Linked DNA regions of Rattus norvegicus: region 1 is linked to region 2. The links are chromatin contacts, called in public Hi-C maps. All regions are on one chromosome and are shown on one strand. The core of a region is the stretch at or near the end of the contact, and the rest is flanking DNA. Distances in the headings are between cores, read along the strand shown. Region 1 overlaps Ctnnbl1 (catenin, beta like 1). Region 2 overlaps Ctnnbl1 (catenin, beta like 1).

Region 1 (6,164 bases), core at 1,004-3,503, 130 kb before region 2:
AGACATTAGCCTCACTAAGTGAGCACTCAGGTTCAGAAAGGCAAAAACCAGTGCTCAGGGCCACGCTGTGGGGCGAGCACGAGGAGTGGAGCCAGATCTCAGACCCACTGACTTCTCTTCCAGTTACTGATTGGAACTGACTGTCAGAGAAGCAGGAGCCAAAGGGGCCGTGGCTGAAACGGTGGGTGTCCAAAGAGAGAAGTTGGAGACAGGAAAAAGGCACCATGAAGCTCTCCCCTCTCCCACTACCTTCTACCGGCAAGCTCACTGGCTGAGTCTGTGAGGCACTGGTTTAAAGATGAGCTGAGAGGAACTCTCAGCAGGATGAGCTCTCTTTTTTAAAGCAAGCTTTGGAAGCTTCCAGCACAGTTAGTAGAACAGTGGAAGCCAGATCTCCACCCGGCGCTCAGGGTCACGCACCCCACATGTTCACCCCACCTTTCACACCCCTCTTCCACCCAGTCACCCATATCTTCAAGTGAGTTCTGGAGGCTGAAGAAACAGCCGGTCTGCTTAAGATATCAAGTCCTGTGGATACTGTTTCATTACAGAGTCCATCTTTTTCTTTGCAGGATAAAGCTGGGAATGATTTAACTGTGGCAAAATTAGCATGCAATTTGTAAGTCATTACGGTGCGAAGTATGTGGTGAGAACACTTTATTGAATAAACCTGCTGAGTATAATTTTCCCAGGAACTAAGAAAGAAAAGCCTCTCTCTAAGGCTCTCCTCCCTCTTTCAGAAATCCCTGCCAGCACCTATCTAATTACGTCTTGCTTCTGAAGGCAGCTTCTGTACGCTGAACCCACAGGGATCCTGGTCTTTTCTGGGCTTCAGCCTGTTTGGGGAGCCCAGTGAAATCTGCTGAGACAAGCACCCTGGGTATTTACTGATCACGAGGGCTGCTGCTTGCTGAAGAGTTGGAAGCATTACACGGCCTTTAAAAGTTCAAATCTTGTTAACCAGGAGCCCCTGGGGTATGTCCAACTTCACTCTGGAGCTCAAGGACACTGCGTACAGCGGGAACACACTGGGCACCAACCAGCCCAAGGCATGGACGGCGCTCTGTGCCAGTTACACATCATTGTGGTGATATACTATGAACGGAAAATGCATAAAATAATCTAGTGCTGGAGGAGTCCCATACATGCTCCTAAGCACACGTGTGTTTCCTCAGCGCAGACGGCTGCAGGACTGGAGATGCTGCTCCACAGGAGAGTGCTGCCCGGCATGTGCAAGGCCCTGGCTTCCATTCCTAACACTGCCTGCAGCAAAACAAACCAAGACCCACACCAACTGAACACTATGGTGCTGTTGCAGCTACATTAGAATCCACTTGTACGTACTTATGTGTTTTCACCGAGAGGGGTTGTGGGGGGTTTTGCTGTTTTGTAAACTAAGCATTACAGGCAACAATGAAAGTTATGGAACAATGTGGGGGTATTTTTATCCTTAACACCCAGGGGGCAGACAATGAACTCTCTCAAGGAGCAGTGGTCCTTTCCTCAGGCTCAGGGTGAAGATCTAGAGACCATGCTGGGGCAGTGTGGCCATGGACACCTTCAGTCCCAGCACTGGGGAGACTGAGGCAGGTGGATCTTTGAGTTCAAGGCCAGTCTGGTCTACAGAGTGAGTTCCCGGACAACCAGGGCCACACACACACACACACACACACACACACACACACACACACCCACTTCAGACAAACAAAGCACAACCAACCAACAACAAAAAAGACAGGCACAGAGGAAGCAAACAAGTACACTGTCTACCAGCTATGACGGGACAGGCTTTATGCCAGGGACTGCATATTTCTGTGAGGAGGACACAGATTTCTCTGAGATCTGACCTCACAGGAGGCAGGAGGACAGGGCTGGAGGTGTAGGGAAGCAGAGAATAAACTCTGGGCATCAACAGGGACCTCCCAGAGGAAAGGACACAAAGGCTCTCTCTCTGCCTGTCTCCTGGGTGCTAGGTGTGGCATTCCTTCTGCTATACCGCTACTACCCAGTTTGTGTTAGTTAAACACAAACGGCTACCATGGGGAAAAAACAGAGGTCAGGGCAGTGAGGCTATGTATCCTGAGCAGAGAGCCGGGAAAGGCCTGGCTTACCTCTTCCTCTCCCAGGGTTGGGAGGAGACTGAGAAACCCCATCCCCACTTGGTGTGCATGGGGAAGGATCAGAGTTGCTAGGGTGGCTTGAGCTCCCTCTGGATCCCTGGCCCTCCCCAGCAGCACACACCATACTTGGGTTTCTAATTGGCACCATCTTTGGCCAGTGCCTGGTCCAGCACTTGGCCCAGAACAGGAGTCTGATCAGCATTTGCCAAATGACTGGATTCTCTCCATTGAATCTTGGTCAAGTGCAAAGCACATAGAAATGCACAGCTCTCAGAGAAATGGAGGTTTTCAGGGAAAGGTTAGGTTTAGAGACACTGGAAAGCCAACATCTGACTCTGTTATTTAGAGTGGGTATCCTTGCTGGCTTAGTGAAATATTAGACAGTCATTTCTTACTAATCTGAGGGTCACTGTCATCCAGTGTGTTTACATCAGCAATGTTTGCAGAGTTCCCACTTGGTGGTAGAACGTCTGTACTGGGAGGAGGGAGACCAGCTGTTTATGACTTAAGAGAGAGGACAACAGGAGGAAGGGGTGAAAGGGAGGTTCTGTTGCTCTGTGACACAACACCCGTGAGGTGGCTTCATCTGCCAAGACAGCCCAAGTGCTGGCAGCAAATGCCTCTCACCAATGTGCCCCTCCTGCCTTGGCTCTTGGAGTAGCACAAGGCTGCTGAGCACTAATGGCCTTGGAATGTTTGCCAGAGCCCAGCAAATCGGCCTTGGCACCGAGGAGACAGCTGTTTGTCAGTGAATGGCAGGGCCGGAATCGGTGGCACAAGTAGCCTGCTAGAGGCTGGGGGTGGGGCTGCAGCCGTCACTCTCCCTCAGCACTAACCAATTCCACGCCCTCTTCACTGCAGATACCGGATCATCTTCAGGGACGCACACCAAGGACCCTAACAGCAACATGTAAATTGTTCCCAACACTCAAGTGGTCTTCCTTGGAGTGTGTAACCCAGTTCTAACAAAGCACCTGGCTGCGCCCTTACGTGAAACATTAAGTTAAAGGGACCTAGCAGTCACACGAGGAACAGTGACAAGCCATGACTACTACTAACTTTAAGATGGTGTATCTGCCTCCCAGGCTTTCTTCTGCTACTTGAGATCTGCTCCAACAGGATCTATGAGGGGCCGTGGCAGGGCTGGAATTCTGGTAGTGTCATGGCTGCTCCTACACTGATCTAGAGAATCTTCATTTGTGTCTAGTTGTCATTTATGTGGCACTCTATCAGTCCCCTGGGCTCCTCAGGTTCCAGACGGAATGAAGGAGCGGGTGAGGAGTGTGCCTAGGTGCCTAAGCGCAGCTGTATCTGCAGCTGTACCTCTGTGAAGAAGAGAGTCCCTATCAATCAATTCAATCAATCAGCAAACACCCGAGCACTGACCAGGCTTAGAGATCACAGGCAAGTCCCAACAGTTACGATCTACTGCTCTGCCAAGGTGGACCTGTGCGTGTGGGAGAGTGGAAGTGGCAAAGAAACAAGTCTCAGGCGCCTATGCTCACCCCAGAGGAGCAGAGTTTTGCGGACTGCTGGGGTAAGCGCCCAATACTCCTGCTAGAGAGGCTCCAAAGCTTCCAGGGTCTCTTCGAGGTGAGAATTGAGAGATCCAGAAAAATCAAGATCACAAGGAAACTTGGGGCTGCCGCAGACTGCAAAAAGCAGGAATGGGCTCACACTGTATTAGAGCTACACACTGGAGAGTGTCCGTAGGTCAGAACACAGTCCGTAGGTCAGAACACAGACTGGACAATGGGCAAATGTGAAAACTTGCTCTAATTAAGATGTGTGCTGAGTAGGGCCTAGGCCTGGAGACTGATACAGAGGCAGGGAGATGCAGGGGAGGGAAGCAGCTAACAGAAGGGTAGGTATGGCCCCTCAAGAAGGAAACCCAGCCAGGCTCATGGGTTTCCTAGGTCGCCAGCAAGCTGCAGCACCAGAAGACAGTACAAGGTAGGCCAACCTAGGGCTTGGCCTGGCCACAGAGATGGAGTCTTTATTCCATGCGTCTTCTGCATATGGGCAGCTGGATCTACTGACTTCCCAGCTTCCTCCTGCTCTTACGCTGGGATCCCATTCCTTAGAATCACATTCCCCCACTTCCTTAGGACAATGACAGCTAGCAACTGACCAATACAACTTGGTCACCACGGTACCAAATCCTGGCACTGTCCTTAGGCACGTTTCAGAGTTATGCTCGTATCAGATCTTGTCCCAGACTCCTAGGATGACCTTGGCTAGTCCTACATCCATCTTTCTAAAAACTCACCACTTGTTGAAGGGTAGTTACACTGTGACTGTTAATCTTCACAGTTAACTGGATTTAGAGACTTGGGTATGAGTGTGAGGCTGTTCTCAGAAGGCAGATCCACCCAGCATCGTCCCATGAATAAAGAGAAGAAAGGAAGAGAGGCACCACCCAGCATTCGCCTCCTTCCACTTTGTGACTGCAGGTGCAATGTGACTGCAGGCTGCCTCAATCTTTTGCTGCAATGCCTACGGACAGACAGACTGTACAGCCTCAAACTGTGAGCTGGCACGAACTCCTCCCCCCTTAACTTGTCAGGCATTTAGTTAAGACAGTAACAGTAACTCACACATATGCACACCACACCAGCCTTTGGCTCTGCTCTTATGACATTAGGTGGCCTGTGGCTGCAGGTGCCTTTGCCCTACCTGTCCTATGTAGAGAGAAGGCACCCAAAGGACCACATGGAGTGTGTGTCAGGAGTTGTCAAGAAGTGGACAGGGGTACGTACATGTTTCTCCCCTTCAATCTTCTTGTCAGCCACCTGCATTGCACCTAGATATTTAAAATGCAGCTCCATTAGTCTGTCGACCTGAAAGAGAGACACAGGCAGGGGTGAGGGGGGGAAGAGCACACTTCCTGCTTCAGAGTCACTGCTTGCAAAGGACGGCCCACACCACTACCTCTAACATGGGGATGGACCTCAGGGACATGCTCAGAGCAGAGAGAGGGGCAGCTGAGAACACAGCACTCTCCCAGCATGCATCGGCTTAAACGTGTGCACCGGCACAAAGAAAGCGGGCTGGCCCCTCTGGGGCCTCTCTTGCCTGCCCTCTGGGACGCCTGAGAATTCTGGTTGTTACTAGCAACTAAATAAGTAAACATTTGAGTCCCTTCTTGCAAAGAGAAGGTGCTTGAAGTTACATACTTGATATTCACTTAGAACTTAGATTTCTTTTTTTCCAACTGAAACCTTTCATGTTCAGATTCTGCCCCAGAGCTGATCTTTTTTTCAATAATAATAAAAAAAAAATGCCCGAGTAAAATCTTTTTAGTTGCTTTTGAGTTGGAAGAGAGTGCCAGAAAAACTCCTTCAGCAACTCGAGAAAAGACTTTGACGTCTGTTCAGAAATAACTTGAGTCAGTTTTCAGCTTAGCAGAGCCATCTTGGAACAGAGCCTGGGGACACTGAGTGGGTTTGGAAAGGTTCATTTTCCCCAAGACCTTCAAAGGACAGAAAGTGCCGCCGTGACGCCGGCCAGACTTCTGACCTATCCGCCAGGCTGGCACCACTGCGGCCTCTGGCAGGCAGTATTTTTCTGCACAAGAGCTGATATCATGTTGCTCTAACAACATAGCCACTGACAGCCCAGGCAGATCACTCTCCAGCCCCAGCCCTTGGCAGCAAAGGGTGACTCGGTGACTTTATACATTTCCCTCCACATGTTTCTATGTCTATGATTTCCTTAAACCATGAGAAACTGTCTCAGGTAACAGGGGAGTGATCTCACTCTTCCTACAGTGTGTGGAATCTGAACACAGTCACGACTGCTGAGATGCTCCATGCTGTGGTTCATTGCTACTGGGCAGCACAGAGAGCTGAAGGTGGGCTCAAAGAGGCAGAACAAAACAAGACCTTCTGAAGACTGTGCCCCAGCCCTACTGTGGCTACAAGCAGGAATGCAGCTATCGTGTGATAAGCCTTCCTTCTACTCCCACGGAACTGCCTACCACATAGGGTTCAAGTCCCAGCTCTGGTAGTATTGGTGGCATGTTCTGGAAACTCATCTAGTCAC
Region 2 (6,836 bases), core at 300-2,799:
ACCCAGATCTTAAAGGTCCAGGGAGAAGACACATCACCTGAGGTGGTCCAGGTCCATTCTTATGTTCTTGATGCTGGGAGCCAGACAGCACGCATGCAGACCAATTTACAAAAAGACACCATGATGTGCACAGGAGTGCAAAGAGCCGTGGAAGGAGAGCCTGCCAGAGAGCGGCGAGGACAAGAAAGGCACCAACGGGCCAGGAATAGGCGTCCTGAGTCTCTGACGTCTGCTGGGATCCAGGTTTCATGGGATTCTGGGTGTGTGAAACTGGATGTGAACACTAGCTAAGAGGCAACCGGGGCTGGAGCAATGGCTCAGATGTCAAGGGCACTGGGTGCTCCAGTGAGAACCTAAGTTCAGTCACCAGGGTCTCATGGCAACTCCAGACTGTCCATAACTTCAGTTCTAAGGAATCTGATGCCCTCCTCTGACCTCCAGCGACACCAGGCACGCATGTGGTACACAGACATAAACATACACACATAAAAAATAAAGAAAAGATAACCACAACAGCTGCAGTTCTAAAACAGGACATATGTCCAGAGGAAGTCCTGTTAATGAGACATTCTCTAGTGCTCAAGATGTCAGTGGCAGGCCAAAGAAGAATGCACTAAAGAAACAGAGACCAGTCGTAAATGACTTCTGTAATCTTACAGACCTCAGTGTCTTGTAGAGGAGTTCCACCAAGAATAAATTGTATCCAACAACCCGTCTTCTGTGACACCATTAAAAGAAGGAAGCAAAGGGTCTCAGCAAAAGGTTACACAGTCGTCAGTCCTGTAGCAGTTGCAGCAGACCAAGAAGAGTGCGCAGCTGGGGGAGGTGGGCCCGGCAGCCGGGGAGGGTGGGTCTGGCAGTGGTCAAAGCTCTGCACAGTTAACATGTGCTCTCATGACGGCCCTGATGGAAAAGGTGAGGATGCGTGTGCTGTGTACGTTTGGGAAGATCTGCTTCCAAATGATGTAAGAGAACAAGGGGCCTGATCGTGGACGAATTCTGCTCTGAACTCCATCAGCCAGCAGCTGGGTCCTTAGGCAAGGTTCTTTCCTGCCTGGGCTCCAGCCTCCCCGTGGGTAAGAGAAGGCGGGTGGGTGCAATGAGAACCTCTGGGTTCCTCCTCACTCAGCACTCCCACCTCAACAGGCCTCTGAAACCTAGAAAATCTGTTAGTGAAGGCCGGCAGTGCACTCTCCACAGACAGCAGGCAAGCGGGAGTAGGCACAGTTCAATGCAACCTGCCCCAGCTTCTAAACCTCATTATGGGCTTCCTTCGCAGCCACCCCCAACTGATCAATAGTAACGTCGTTTCTCGCCCTCTTTTATCGCTGAGCTTCGATGTTCTGCTGGATCTTTGGTAGGTCTGTCTTCCCCCTGACCAACAGCTGCACCCCCGTTTCAGCTAACTAAGCTATTACGTGACATCAAAATGCCCAATAGTTTCTCTCATCATTAATCATTAATCTGCAATTCCACTGAAGCACCATGGGCGGAGAAACCAGTGAAAGTCGGCCCAGTAAACCCAGAGCTGCAAAGAAAACAGCCTTCCAACAGTCCATCGTAGAGCGCTGATATGGAGGGACCATGAGTTAAAGTCCAGCGGAATCCCAGCTGGGAAGACCTCTGAGCACCTCTCGATTCTGGGCATTAACACAATAAGCATGTGAATGACAGCAAGCAACTGCTTCCATAATCAATCATACCAGCTTTTGGAACGCAGGTATTTTGCTCAGTTTCAGCTCCTTCTTGGGTCAGTTAATACAAGGACTGTGGTGGATGATGTCTTTACACAAGGCTAAAAACATTTTGCTGGGCATGGTAATTACCATGGTAAACCTGTAATTCTAGGACATGGGAGGCTGAAGCAGGAGGATTATGAATTCCTAGACAACTTGAGCTACACAGCTAGACTCTGCTTAAAAAACCAAAACCAAAACCAAGGGGTTCGGGTGACTGGATTAGTCAGTAAAGTACTTGTCACAACATAATGACCCCAGTTCCCCAAACAGCAGCCTCTGCCTATAATCACAACGCTGGGGAGGTGGACACAAGCAGATCCCTGGAGCTCACTGGCCAGTCTATCTGGCCAAATTGGCAAGCTTCAGGCTGAGATCTTGCCTCAAAAAAGGTGGTGGAGAGTGAATGAAGAAGATACCAACATTTTCTCCTGTAGTGTGTGTGTACGCGATCACTCGTTTGCTCACTCACATACATTCACACCCACATCCTCACACACACTCACACACTCACATTCATGCTCACACACACTCACACCTCACATGTTAACACACTCTCTCTCTCTCTCTCTCTCTCACACACACACACACACACACACACACACACACACACACACACACACACACACTTGCACCCTGCCATACACACACCATTGCTAACCCCCAGGACAAGGACAACCCATTGTGTGCCCACCTGCCAGCCTGTAATGGAGCTGGGACCCTAAGGTCACTCTGGAACTCTATGGAAGAGAAACTGGCTCTGAACAATTCAGGTGAAAGGCCAATGGCTGATTCAGGAGAAGGTGAAAGGCGGCTCTGAACTCAGGCTCCGTCTCCGAATTCCAGTTTCTCTCCAGCTACACACGACTCAGATCAAAACCACCCACTTCCCTCAGGATGGCTAGGAAAAGATAAAGGAAGGGGTGATTTGTAAATGAGATCTCTGGTACCTGCTAGGCAGAAACTGTGGTTTCCCAGCGCCGTGGAGGAGACCCGGGGAACAAATAGCAGCCTTGGAGGCATAATTTTTGCTATCGGTGACGGCTCACTGTGGTGGGGTAGGGCTGTACTCTGGCCTACTGAGAATACGCTACACCGTGCAAGTGTGGGTGACAAACTGTTCTCATTTTACCTTATTGAATTCTAAGCTTAAATCTCCAAGGAGCCAAAGATCTTGGTAGCACTGAGGCAGCTTTGCAGAATTTAAGACAGGCTTACTTCCCTGTAACATGTTTGTTTGGCATATCAATAATAAACAGCTACCATTTACTGGGAACTAGACCAGCCACACTGCCTCATTTAGTCCTGTAATTTTTTTTTTTAATATAGATGATACACAGACATGGAGACATATGCCTTTAATCCCAGCACTGAAAAAGCAGAAGCAGAGGAACTGTGAGTTCCAGGCCAGCCTGGTCTACATAGACTTCCAAGCCAGTCAGGGCTGCATAGTGAGACCTTGGGGTTGCTTGTTTGTTTCTAAAAGATGGTAATGGTAACAAGAATATTTCTAGAGATGGTGAGCTAAAGATAGCCCTGTTAGATGATCTCCATTTGAAAGATAAAAGCCAAGGCTTAAAGAGGTTAATTAACTGGACCAAGGTCACACAGCTAGCTCTCAGCAGGACTGGGGTTCAAACGCAGGCCATCTGACCCACAGTCTGCATTCGTCTGCCATGCTAAACATTAAAGATCCTTCACAGGCTTCCAATTCTTTCCTCCCACAGTACTGACAAGCTATTCTGAACCTCTGCATTCTCTAATGCAGTCATCTTTATACAGAAAAACTTCTCTATCGTGTTCAGCTTTATACATTCAATCCTCCAACTGAAAACAGTGACACCCACTGAGGGCACAGAAAGATACTGTTCCCCAATTTAACCCCCTAAAGTAAGGAGGTTAATCTGAACTACCCCAACCAGGCTTTCTGAAAGGGGAAAGAGGGTGACTGCTGGGTCTACCTCTATGCCTAGAGAAGAGCAATGTCTGTGAGCGTACAAAGAAAATGGACCCTCACCTACCATGACAACAGCTCCATGTGATCAAGAGCAACCCTGTGTGGCAGTCTTGCAGGGCTACAGCCAGGAGCTGGTGGTCAAAATAGCAAGGATAAAAAGAAGGCTCTTCAGGACAGTCTTCTTCCTCTGGGAAGCCTCTGTGGAACTGTCTGCCTCAGGATCCCACCACGCCTTGCTGGTGCCTGTGTGACAGCACTGTGTGGCACTGGGATCTCAAACCCTTGGAGCTCTCACTGGAAATGCAAGCTTCTCAAGCTTGAACTGGGCCTCTTCCTACCCAGACTGAGTCAGACACTCACACAGGCAGATGCCTTCCCGGCTCCTGAAAGGAGTTGGCTCACAAGCTCGCATGGTCTAGGGGGAAAGAATCTTTCATCTCCCAGTTCTTTCATCTTTGAGAAAGAGCCCCAAGGCTTCTTTCAAGTCAGCTGAGCAGCTGACAGCCCTGACTAAAATGGGAAGTTGGGCACAGGAGGGAGGGCAGAGGAGGAAGCAGAGAATTGTGTGATAGCCGAACATCTGGCCAGAAGCTCAGTTGACACAAGAAATGTCAATCAGGGCTCCTGGTAGGTACGTGAAGGAGCTGAGGGGAGACTGGATGAGTTCCTCTGAAAGGATAAGACTGGGGCTACAGCCACACTCTAGTAAAAGGTAAGACCAGTGAGGCTCAAGAAGTCGCTGGCAGAAAAGAACACAGGCACTCTTCAACAATGTGGGCTTTTAAACCAGTATTCCTCAAACTCTGACATAGAAACTGAGGAACTATGACAATTAAATGCAGGAACTACACACAACACTAAACTAAAAAATGGAACATTAACGAGAGAGCCAGCAGCAAGCATGCGCGCGCACGCACAGGCACGGACACACACACACACACACACACACACACACACACACACACACCCACGCACACACGCACACATCTTTTTTAAAGAGTGAAATTAGGGGTTGGAGAGATGGTTCGTTGGTTAAAAACACTGCAGCTCTTCCAGAGAAATCTAAGTCTAATTCCCAGCATCCATATAGAAGATCATAACTGTAATTCTACTCCCAGTATATCTGATGCTCTCTTCTGGCCTCCAGGGGCACTGCACCCAGAAGGTTCACATGCATGCAGGCAAAGCAGCCACACACATAAATAAATAAAATAAATTAATTAATTAAAAAAAATTAAGGGGTTGGAGATTTAGCTCAGTGGTAGAGCACTTGCCTAGCAAGCGCAAGGCCCTGGGTTCGGTCCCCAGCTCCGAAAAAAAGAAAAGAAAAAAAAAAATTAAGAGCCAGGTAGTGGTGGCACACACCTTTAATCCCAGTACTCAGGAGGCAGAGGCAGGTGGATCTCTGAGTTCCAGGTCAGCCTAACCTACAAAGCTATTCCAGTATAGCCAGGGCCACAAAGAAAACTCTGTCTTGAAAAACAAAGAAAAATATTTCAAAGGTGATGTGACAAGCATCCTCTGAAGTGGAAAGAAGGAACCCCTGTCAGCTGGCAAGGGAGGCAGTGGAATGTGAGCTTCCGAAAGGAGGAAACTCCACGACACACTCATCTAGTCCCCATCTGCACTGACAACTTGACTAGCCCACACAGAGAGGCTGGTGGCATGGCTCAGCAGTTAAAGCACTTGCTGCTCTTGCAGAGGACCTGGATTCAGTTCCCAGCACCCACTTGGCAGTTCACAACCATCTCTAACTCCAGGTTCCAAGCAGTCTAATGCCCTCTTCTGCTCTTTGGCCACAAAGCATGCACACGGTACACAGAGCAAAGCACTTATACTTATAATACACAAATAAACAAATCTTTAGAAGCAGCACGAAAACACATCTTTGGGTGTGCCTATGAGGGAGTTTCCCAAAAGTCTGACCCAGGAGGAAGACCCACCCTAAACAGAGCAGTACCAGCCCATGGAATGAGCTCCAGGAATGAGTGAAAAAGAAAATTCCAGCTAATCACCAGCATTCGTCTCTCTGCTTCCTGGACGTGGGTGCAGTGTGACCAGTCCCTCACATTCCCGTTGCCAGGGAATGGCAGTGACGTGAATGAGGGATGCTTCCCAGAGGCTAGAGTGTCTACACACTTGATCCCCAGTTGGTACTGCTGTTAGGGAAGGTTAGGAAATCTTTCCTCCTTGCTGGAGGAAGCCCATCACTGAGGGCAGGTATCCAGGGTTTATAGCCTGGTTTCACTTCCTGTGTGCCCACGTGCACATGAAAAGTGACCTTGCTGCTCCCTGCTGCCGGGCGGCCTCATGCTCCGGCTGCCATTCCTTCCTCGCCATGGAGGACTCTATCCTCTGGAGCTGGGAGCCAGAGGAAGCCCTTTCTTCCTGTCTTTGCTAGGGTTTTCTGCTGTGAACAGAGACTGTGACCAAGGCAACTCTTCTAAGGACGACATTGGGGCTGGCTTACAGCTTCAGAGGGTCAGTCCAGTATCAAGGCGGGAACATGGCAGCATCCAGGCAGGCATGGTGCAGGAGGAGCTGAGAGTTCTTATCTTCATCTGAAGGCTGCTAGCAGAAAACTGACTTCCAGGCAGCTACAGTGGGGGTCTTATAAGCCCACACCACAGTGACACACCTACTCCAACAGGGACACACCTTCTAATAGTGCCACTCCCTGGGCCGAGCATATATAAACCATCACACTTCCTAAGTTGCTTTTTGTCAGGATTCAATCACAGCAGCAGGAAAGTAACTGATATAAATTGTATTCCCTAACACTGTGACTATAGCAAACCTTTCCACCCTTTAGTTGCTTTTTATCGAGGATTTGATCTCAACAATAAGAAAGCTAATACACAAGCCATTCCCAAGCAACCATTGCTTGACACTGAGCACAGGTAAGACATGCTGCTAGATGCTGGCTCCCTCCCTGAACTTACAGCAGGCACAGGAGCATACTGTATATTCCGTGAGAAGAATGAGCTGGAAGAAAGACAGATGAGGAAGCCATGGTGGGAAGAAATGAACTTACAAGAGAAAACACATCGAGAGAGGAAATAAATGGGAACACCAGTGGGAATTGCTCTTTACCTGTTATTTATAGCCAGCTTGCTAACAAAATTAACCTGGGAAAGCATGAA

Evidence for each region. Hi-C and Micro-C count contacts between places; a contact is called where the count stands out from the background.
Region 1: a contact with region 2 is called in a Hi-C map of liver, with 3 times the contacts expected there. The contact joins two enhancer-like sites. A contact is called at or near these places in 2 of 12 Hi-C or Micro-C datasets (hepatocytes and liver).

What each region holds. Positions count from the first base shown.
Region 1 is chr3:166,947,905-166,954,068 of GRCr8, reverse strand. Ctnnbl1 (catenin, beta like 1) reads right to left here. Exons shown (of 16, transcript NM_001024870.1): 13 at 4,880-4,960. Among named protein-coding and RNA genes, the nearest start is that of Vstm2l, 40 kb to the left of the region's middle. Within about 2 kb of position 2,253, at least 25 of the 93 cell types and tissues checked have an H3K27ac peak or open chromatin away from gene starts, as enhancers often do. A contact at or near this core is called in liver, where this site is marked.
Region 2 is chr3:166,814,479-166,821,314 of GRCr8, reverse strand. All of the region lies in intron 1 of Ctnnbl1 (catenin, beta like 1), which reads right to left. Among named protein-coding and RNA genes, the nearest start is that of Ctnnbl1, 10 kb to the right of the region's middle. Within about 2 kb of position 1,549, at least 3 of the 93 cell types and tissues checked have an H3K27ac peak or open chromatin away from gene starts, as enhancers often do. A contact at or near this core is called in liver, where this site is marked.